2 separate regions of the Arachis hypogaea genome follow, and region 2 is linked to region 1. A link is a contact called in public Hi-C data. All regions are on one chromosome and are shown on one strand. Each heading gives the region's core, a stretch centred on a gene start, on an enhancer-like site or on the middle of the called end of the contact. The rest is flanking DNA. Distances are from core to core; before and after follow the strand shown. Region 1 has its middle 15 kb from the start of LOC114924329. Region 2 has its middle 6.8 kb from the start of LOC112707569.

Evidence for each region. Hi-C and Micro-C count contacts between places; a contact is called where the count stands out from the background.
Region 2: a contact with region 1 is called in a Hi-C map of an unstated tissue, with 5 times the contacts expected there. The contact joins two enhancer-like sites. A contact is called at or near these places in 3 of 8 Hi-C or Micro-C datasets (leaf and an unstated tissue).

Annotation. Positions count from the first base shown.
Region 1 is chr8:42,403,293-42,408,227 of arahy.Tifrunner.gnm2.J5K5, reverse strand. No RefSeq gene overlaps it. Among protein-coding and RNA genes, the nearest start is that of LOC114924329, 15 kb to the right of the region's middle. Within about 2 kb of position 2,322, at least 1 of the 3 cell types and tissues checked has open chromatin away from gene starts, as enhancers often do.
Region 2 is chr8:42,449,935-42,454,896 of arahy.Tifrunner.gnm2.J5K5, reverse strand. No RefSeq gene overlaps it. Among protein-coding and RNA genes, the nearest start is that of LOC112707569, 6.8 kb to the right of the region's middle. Within about 2 kb of position 2,551, at least 2 of the 3 cell types and tissues checked have open chromatin away from gene starts, as enhancers often do.

The sequences.
Region 1 (4,935 bases), core at 1,073-3,572:
CAAAAAGTAATTCATTCTCCACATCTAAATAATTTTACATCTAAGTTCATTCAAGTGATTTGAGTTACGCATTTTTTTTTCCGTTTTCTCCCCTCCCCCTCCTTCTTCTTCTTCTTTTTCTTCTTCTTCTTCTTCCAAATTCATGCATGTGTTCTTCTTCTTCTTTACTCAGGATGTTACATTTTCTTCTTCTCTTCCTTTTTTATTTTTCAATTTTATTATCGTCATCACCAACAACACCTCTTCCTCTTCTTCCTTCTCTTCCTCCTATTGGAATTTTGTTTCCTCCTTCCTTTTTATCCTCCTCCTCCTCCTCCATCATCATCATCATCATCATCATCATCATCATCATTGTCTTCTTCTAATATGTATCGTCGTTATTGTTATCATCGAATTCAAATTTATATAATGAACAATTTTCGGTTCATTTAGTATTATACAATGGTTTCGTTTTGAGCTAATTTTCAATTCATTCGAGAAGCATGTGTTTCTGAATTCGAATTTATATAATGGACCATTTTCGGTTCATTTGGTATTATACAATGGTTTCATTCATTCGATCACCACAGAAAATCAGAATCAATAAAGATGTTAGCAAAATATCGGTATTGTTGGTTGTTAGAATATAATTAGGATCAATTAGGATCAATTAGTATTATTTAGTATATCTGAATATTTATTATAGGAGATTACGTATTTATATTATTACGATTCTCTTTGTACCTATAAATACCCTTTTATATTGTATTATTCTAGACAATTTGAATAGACAACTTGAATACTCACAAACCTTTTTTCTATTGCTCCCTCTCCCCTTTCTAACATGGTATTAGAGCCATGGTATCCTCCTTGAGGAGGATAGATTGTTTTTCTTCGGTTGAAATTACCGTATTTTTCATACTTTTCTTCCATACCATTTTTTTCTTCTTTTTTTTTGTCACTTCTTTGATGCTTTTTCACCTTACCGACTAGTCTATTCTCTCCTTCTTGTGTCTTTTCGAGTCGAATAATCAAACACCAATGTCATCCGTTGTTTTCCTATTCTCATGAAGAAATCATATAGTTTTCGCTCTCTTTCGTCAGTTTCGTCTGCGTTCTCTTGTGACAGTTCTGTCTGCGTTCTCTCGTGGCAGTTTCATCTGCGTTCTCTCGTGGCAGTTCCGTCTGCGTTCTCTCATAGCAGTTCCGTCTGCGTTCTCTCGTGGCAGTTCCGTCTGCGTTTTTTGGTGGCAGTTCCGTCTGCATTTCGTATGTGTTTTCATGTGGCAGTTTCGTTTGCATTTTTTTCTGACAGTTCCATCTGCGCTTCCTTCAGACAAGCGGCAGTTTCATATCCGCTTCCTTCTGGCAGTTCCGTCTGCACCGATTTTATCAGTTTATGCAATTTTTTCTCTTTATTTCATTGTGTTAAATAAGTTTCAAACTCAAGTTGTCGATGAGGGATGTTAGAATATAATTATGATCAATTAGGATCAATTAGTATTATTTAGTATATTTGAATATTTATTATAGGAGATTACGTCTTTATTATTACAATTCTCTTAATATCTATAAATACCCTTTTATATTGTATTATCCCAGACAACTTGAATACTCACAAACCTTTTTTTATTGCCCTCTCTCCCCTTTCTAACATTGGTGATGACGATAATGATGATGGATGAGGAAGAAGAAAAGGAAAGAGGAAATAAAAAAATTCAAATAAAAAAAAACAGGATGAGGAAGAGATCGAAGGAAGAGGAGGAGATAGATGTGGTGGTATAGTGATGGTGACCATGACGATAATGAAACAAGATGAAGAAAAAGGAAAAAGAGAAAGTGAAGAAGAAGAAGGAGGAGGAGGAAAAGGAGGAGGAAGAAGAAAAAGACGAAATTTCGCAGCGTAATCTAAATGACTTGGATATAAACTTGTTTTTAGATGTGTAACAAGACTAAAAAAAAATGGCAATCAATTTTATTTAGTTAACAATCAGTTAATTTTTTTTCTATAAATGCTCTTTATATCTTCATAATAATAATAATAATAATAATAATAATAATAATAATAATAATAATAATAATAATAATAATAACTCAAACTCGTAATTTTTACTCTGTTATTTTATTAGTTGATTATTGATTTAAAAAAAATTAATTCTCTGTCAAAAGTCAAAACCCATATCAAAATACTATCACTCATAAAATCGCACATCACCCAATCACCATCGTTGTCCTATCCCTAATTTGTGTAAATTAAATCCCCACATGTGTCCCACCAATATGACAAATTTAAAGCAGTTTTGACAATAAGCCACTTTATACAAGTCGTCGAAGTTATGAAGGAAAATATCTCGAATCTCATATTCAAATTCTCATAGAAGACTATTATGCGCCGCTATTATGGAATAATAATATGTATGTAAAATGAAAAATTTGTCCATATCTACTGCTATTTACATCCAGCAGTATAACATATAAGTATGTTTGGCTAAATAGATTAATACAGATATCTCATGATTCTCTAATAATTATCAGTAACAACCTTTAAATTTTTTCACCTTCGATTTTGTGTATTTATGATTTTACGTTGAGACCATTTTTTATTGTCAACTATTTGACTAATGAAATTCAAAAAAAAAAAAAAATTCTGCAACTCTAATCAAACTGAAAATTCTTATCTAAAAATTAAACTGACATTTTTATGTGTAGATATTAACTAAAAAGGGATATAATTATCTGTATCCATTATTATATACATAAAAGTATGATATCATTTTTAATTTTTCTTATCTTACGCATCTTATTTTAAATTAAATCAATTTATATAACAATTTAAAATAGATCGAATTTAGTTAGGATCTTATCTATACATAAACTTTAAATTTGAAGTAATAACTCATTATTCGTTATGGACATTTAACATTTTTAATTATCATATAATTATTATATCCTTCATGCTAAGAAAAATATAATAATTAATATTCAATCTAGATTAAAATAATTATACTTTTATCAAATTAAAATAATAATCAAATAAGATTTTAGGAAAGATTGAAATAATACTTATTAGTGTGCGATTTCATAAATTCAACACAAAACAAATAATGAATTACTCATATAAATTTTACTGACCAAAATTAACATCTAACAATACTTTTAGAATATCAAATAATATAAAGTAATATATTTACTAATAAAGAACCCAAGAGAACTAAAGTATGTTAGTGTTAATTAAGTGAATATCCTTAAAATCAGCAAGTTAGTTAGTTTGTTACTCTCTTTTTAATTAACTACGGCCACACTTCTTACGCCTCTCTTTTCTGTATAAATTATAACTCTGTAAAACTCTAAAGAACTTCCATTCATTTGATTCAATAACAAAATTCATTCTTAACTTTTAACATTGCTTTCAGTTTCAGTTCTCTCACATGGTATCAGAGTTTCGGTTCTGATCCACGGAGGGTTCCATATTTTTCTCTTACTAATACTCCACCGTTCAAGCTTCACAGCTTCAGTTAATAACAACAACAATGGCTTCAATTGCCAATTTTTCAGTAACAATAAAACTAGATGAAGACAACTTCAGGGCATAGAAACACCAAGCACTAGTGTTCATCAAAAGAAAGACAGCAGCCGGAAGCTTCAGGCGAGAAAGAGAGTGTGCCAACGCATCTTTACGAGTCGATCTAGCCTTTCTTTTGCAACTTGCATTGGAATTTTATCTCGAATATCATCTTGAAAAATGAATTGATCATCTTTCCAATTCTATTCCTTAATTGCATGAATCTTGTCTCTTCCGAGATAAGCCTGAGCTTATCTTGGTATAATCGTGTAATCCTTGAATCTTAGGAACTTGCTGTGAATGAAGTTGCTTTCCTTCGTAAACTGTATTCTTCTAAAATCCACTGAGACTTACCAGATTCGCTATGCCTTATTCTCTCTATCAAGGTCTTGATTTAAATTTCTTTTTGAGTTATACCTTAGTTCCTTTTCTTATGTATTTCGTTATTTCTATACAACTCTATTTGACCGCATACAAGACCTTTTTCTAATCTCTTGTGAACACCATTCATATTGCTAGTTCGTCTCTTGAAACTTAGCATCTTTTCAAAAATCAACTCGAGCTGGAATTTACGTCGCATACAACTTCTACATGCAACATTACGACGTTAGTTCCGTAGAGCAAGATTTGTGAACGTGAAAGATGGGACTTATAAGAATGCGACATCAAGAGGAGTTTTGGAGCTTTATTTCTTATCGATCATATTGCCTGTGATTAAGTTGACTCACAAGGATGCACCATTCGTATGGATGCCCGACTGTGAAGAGAGTTTTCGAACTTGAAAGGAGAGATTGATTACAGCGCCAACATTAGTGTTCCTGAACCTAATGAACTTTTCGGAATTACTGTAATGCATTACCGAATGTCTTAGGACATGCACGGAGGCAATATTGTAATATCGAGATGGAAGCCCTAAGCAGGAAGTCTTTGAACATTGTTTGGATGATGATTAAGAAAGAAAAACTATTAAGTAAGTTTGGAGTCTTAAGTGTGATGTTGAGAAAGTGGATGGAGATGTCAGACTGAACCTATTGCGAAATTGCAAGATATTGTAAGGTCGAGAATTTGGAGAGTGCAGCAAGATGATAAGAAGCTACCAAGGATGTTGAAGTCTGTTGAACACGAAAATCAAGAAGAAGATTGAAGGAGACAAAGAAGGAGTAGTTTGAGGTACACCGGAATGATTTGCATGCCGAATGTTGTAAGTAGAGGCGTAAACCGTGACCTAAAGTTCTCAAAAGCATATTTCAAATTCATCCTGAAGTTACTAAGATGCACCACGAATTAAAGTAGATGTTTTGGTGGCCTGGGGTCGAAGGTGGCGCAGCATCACTTGCGACCAAGTGTCTGATGTCTTAGAAGGTAAAGAAAGAGCATTGGAAACTGTACGTTAA
Region 2 (4,962 bases), core at 1,302-3,801, 46 kb before region 1:
TCCATCCCAAAAGACATCTCTCAAATTTTCTACCAATTATTTCTTCTTTGTGATTTTTAATAAGACAAAAATTGATAATCCTCTTTTGCAATTTTCAATCATGATCAATGTAAGGAGCAGTGAGACACATATAATTCAGATTTTGCACAGAAGTCTAACAATGAGTAGTTAAAAAAACAGATTGATTTGGTTGTTTGAACACAGTTTTCAACCTATTCTTCTCACTAATATTAAGATTCCAACAATCCTTAACAACAGTAATCCTTCCCGGAAGTGGAAATTTATGTTGCACAATACTCATATAGAATCTGAATCTCTCCCCCTCAACAAACTTGAACGGTAGCTCATCAACAATTATCATCCTAGTAAAGACTTTTCTACACATTTCAGCATTAAAAGTAACTGCAGTAAATACTCCTTCACCCTCTTTTTTTTGTTGGAAGGTAAGGATTGTTTGACTAGGGTCACCCGAGTTCCTAGAAAGTTTTTTACATTGATTCAACAAATGATAACACATATTAGTTGTACCATTTCTATGAGAGTCACATGCATATGATGCACCACACCAATTACATTTAGTCCTATGATGTGATGGCTTGGACTTAGGATCCTTTGTAAAATGTTTCCAAGTCCAAGATCTAGGTCTAGAAGGTTTTCTGTTATTTTTATTGGGATCATTCTTGCCAACCTCTTCATTAGTTTTCACAGTGCTTAGAGCTGGATTTGTAGGAGTTGCTCCCGGAATTGCACCCACATTAATTGAATCAACATTCCTCTTCTTTGATCTAAGATGGGGCGGGGGTTTGATAAACATGTCGTTGTCTGTTGAAGAACGTACCACAGACTCAACATTTTCACCCCCAATTTCAGGCGTCGGTTCATTGAGCTGTTCATTACTTGTTGGCTGCATATATATAAACATAACAATAAAAAAAATTAGCATTTTAACTTATCGACAGCACCAAAAGCATTATTTTCAGCAACAAATTTAACATTTAAACTTGTGAGAACATATTGGAAAGCTACAACAACAAATTGTAAAATATATTAATTATTAAATAACAAATTATGGAACAAGATAACAAATTAAAAGCACGCATATATATGCACAAAAAATACAAAAAAAGCACACATATATAAATCACGTGAAAAAAAAGCAGACATATATATGCAGCTATATAAAATCATATAAAATAAAGGCACACATATAAAATTACATGATTCATGTGAAAACAAAGAAAATGCACTCATATTTACTGTATCTTCATAATAGATATAATTTAAAAGAAAAATACAATTACTTCTTGAGTTTAAGTTAGCATAATTTGAGAAAAATTTATTTTCTGTATTTTACTAGAAACAAATAGATATTTTTTTTATTCAGATTTTATGGTTTGTATTGGATATATTTTTTTCTTTTTCTTTTAAAGTTGATTTTCTGTATTTTACTAGAAGCAAATAGATATTTTCTTTTGATTCAGATTTTATGGTTTGTATTGGATATATTTTTTCTTTTCCTTTTAAAGTTTCAAAAGTTTATTCTAATACTATAAATAAATCAGACACTCCAATCTTACAACATAAATATAAAGCATGAGGTAAGATCAATTCTAAAATCATGTCTCATAATATAGTTTGATATGAAGAATAGTAGCAACAAATATGAACTCCTATAACCACTTAGACACCATGTCAGCAAACAAATTAACCAAATAATTAAAGATGTTTAGTAGAAACTAATAAAAATTGTTAACTTTTTATGGGATAAAATAGAGACCAAAGTTTGGTCAACAAGATAAAAAGAATAGATAGTAACCCACTTTTTATCATCACTCACTAAGTACAGATTTCAGTAAAAGCAACAACAATAAAAATTCTGTAGAAAAATTTCAATCAAACTCATCTTTTTAATTAGGCATAACCTAGCAACAACAATCAGAGATAATAATTTTAATCAAACTTGTCTTTCTAATTAAGCACAAACCAGTAACAACCTTCAGAGACTAAAATTAGAAATCAAACTCATCTTCTTAATTAAGAAGAGACTAGCAACAACAATCAGGACAAATTAAATTTGATATACTATGGTAATATAATGATTTGTGAATTTAACTAATTTAACTAATCAATTAAAAAAATTAAAAATCAAATTCTAACCTCCGAAGAAGACATTGTTCAGGTGCTTTTTGCAGGAGAGGGCTCGGCGACCAGAGTGTTGCTCGACGATTGAGTGCTGCTCCACTTAGGGTTTCTTGCCACGACTTAGGGTTTGTTGCGACGGCTTATGACTAGATGACGGCGTGGACTCAGGACTGCATGAGGACGCAAATTGGACGATGCTGCTGGCTACACGACGGCGCTGCTCTTTGCTACGCCTGCGAGCCTGCGACGGAGATGAAAGGATGACTTGCGACGACTTTGAGCGACGATAGAGGAGTTCCTTGATAGTGGACGGCGCTTTCTGGTTCTCTGGCTCTCTGGCTCTCTTAGGCTCTCATTCTTTCAGGCATGGCCGCATGGAGGAGGAAGAATGGAAGATGAAAGTGAGCTGTGGCCTATTGGTGAATGGGTGTCTGTGTGAGGAGTGAGGACTGAGGGTGAGTGGGTGACTGCGCGAGTGAAAGGAAAGGAGAGTGAGGATATTCAGATTTAGGGTTTTATACCTAGGTTAAATCAGTAAGGGTAAATCGGTAAAAGGAACCATTATGTAGCATCTTTTTCGGTTCGGTTTCTACCAAACCAACCAAAAACTGAACCAAACCGATTGGTTTAATTAAAAAAAAAAACAGAAAAAATCGATTTTTTCTATTTTTCATTCGGTTGTTGTAATTTTCGGTTCGGTTTTGTGGTATTTTTCGGTCTAGTTCGGTAACTTACACCCCTAAATAAGACTGGACGCGCTGAGACGTGATGATATTTAGGTGTGTCAAAGTGTGTCCGGTGAATAATTTTTTATGTTTTATTAAGACACGGTTTGGACATAACAGACACGCGTATCAGATGAGTGTCGGTGAGTGTCATATGCAAAATGTGTCCGACACACGAATCCGACAACTCAATAAAGTGTTCGTATTTCATAGATGATAAGTATGGTTAAAACCCATATCAAAATACTACCCTATAACCCCCTAATACCAGACTTGGTCAGTTCGTAGCTACAAATACTTCAGTACGTACACCACCGCCCAATCACCACACATTTTTTAGTCAAAATATATTATCACGGTCCCTGTCTCACTTAACACTCTTGCCTTCCAATTTCCAAATTTATACTTTTCAGAGTAAAATTGTGGTAGTTTGACAATAAGCCACTGAATATATACTAGTCGTCGAATTCATTGAGGAAAACTCGATCTCGAATCTCATCTTCAAACTCAGATACAAGACTATTATTTGATGCTTTTATGGACAAATACGTAAAATGAAAAATTCGTCAATAACTAGTTAGATCCACCTGTATAATTTATTTGCCTAAAGCATTAAAGTTACATTAAAGACACTATAAGTATGTTCATTCAATTCTTAAACTACAACATCATAATCATCATTTGTACCAAATCTCGTACATAATTAAACATTAATAACTTTTGTTCCGATTAAAACCATTAATAACCTACAATAAACGATAGCTCTTAATTAGTCATATACGTTTAATTTGAAAATTCTACATCACGTTATCGTGTGTTTTTAACTACAACTAAAATTTTATACCCATAATTTCAATGTAATCCCTCCTTTTTTTTATTAATAGTTCATTTTTTAATAAATATTGTATTTTTCCACAAATAATTGTTTAGTTAATAACTTCATGTATTATTAATCACCATTTTTAAATTTATGCATCTTATTAACATATAAGTGAAAGAGAGAATAAGTGGCACTACAACAATATAGATTATTTTTGAGGGTTATAATGTGTAAAAGAAAATTAAAATTTGTCAAAAAAATAAATTTTGATACTATTTTAACTATGAAAATATGTTAATAAAAGTTTTGTCAAAAATAGTATTTTTAACATATAAGCGATTGTGAAAAAAATTTAAATCTTATTTTGATAAATATTGGCTGTCAAAAATAATTTGTTAGAAAATTTTGAGAACATATTTTCTGTGATACTTATTAATTGTCAAAAATACTATTTATTTTGACATTTATTGACTATAAAATATTCTCAACAAAAATTTTTAACAAAGAATGAGATGTGATCTTGAAACTAAAGAATAAATTGAGATTTTGAAGATAAAGAATATAATGAGTAGTATAATTCTAAATTGAGAACAGTGTGATGTCAAAATTAACAGAGCCCAAAAAAGAAAAAAAATAGTAGAGTAAATTAAAAACAAATGAGTGTCAAAATTGAGGAGTAATTTCTACGGTCAAATTTTTCGTCAAGAAAATATAGAAAATTTGATATTTGTGATATTTGTCAAAAATATATATTAATTTTGACATTTAATTATAATGTTAAAAAATAAAATGTCAAAATAACTCTATTTTCTTATAGTGTGGATAACTAATTATTTTTTTTTAAAATAACAAATGTACACATAAAAAATTATGTAGAGGACAAAATTAGCCACCAATGATTTATTGAGTCAAATACATACTTAAAATATATCTTCTACTTTTATTAAGAGAAATTAACACGTGTTACATTTTCTTTCGTCTTGACACCGTGCAATGAAAGATGTGGCTATTTAGAAAACTAGGTGAAAATTAAATGAATATATTTAGGGTCAATTTAAATTGGTTTTTGAAAAAATATTTATTTTTTATTTTTTAAAAAAAATATTTTTTTAACAGATAAAAATTATTTTATATTTAAATATATTTTTTAAAGAATTTTTAAGTATTAAAATTGTCTTTTGTTTATGTTTTTTTTAAATAATGTATTATTAACTTTTAAAAAAAATAATTTATTTTTTTAAATAAAAATATTTTTTTAAAAGACGTATCCAAATA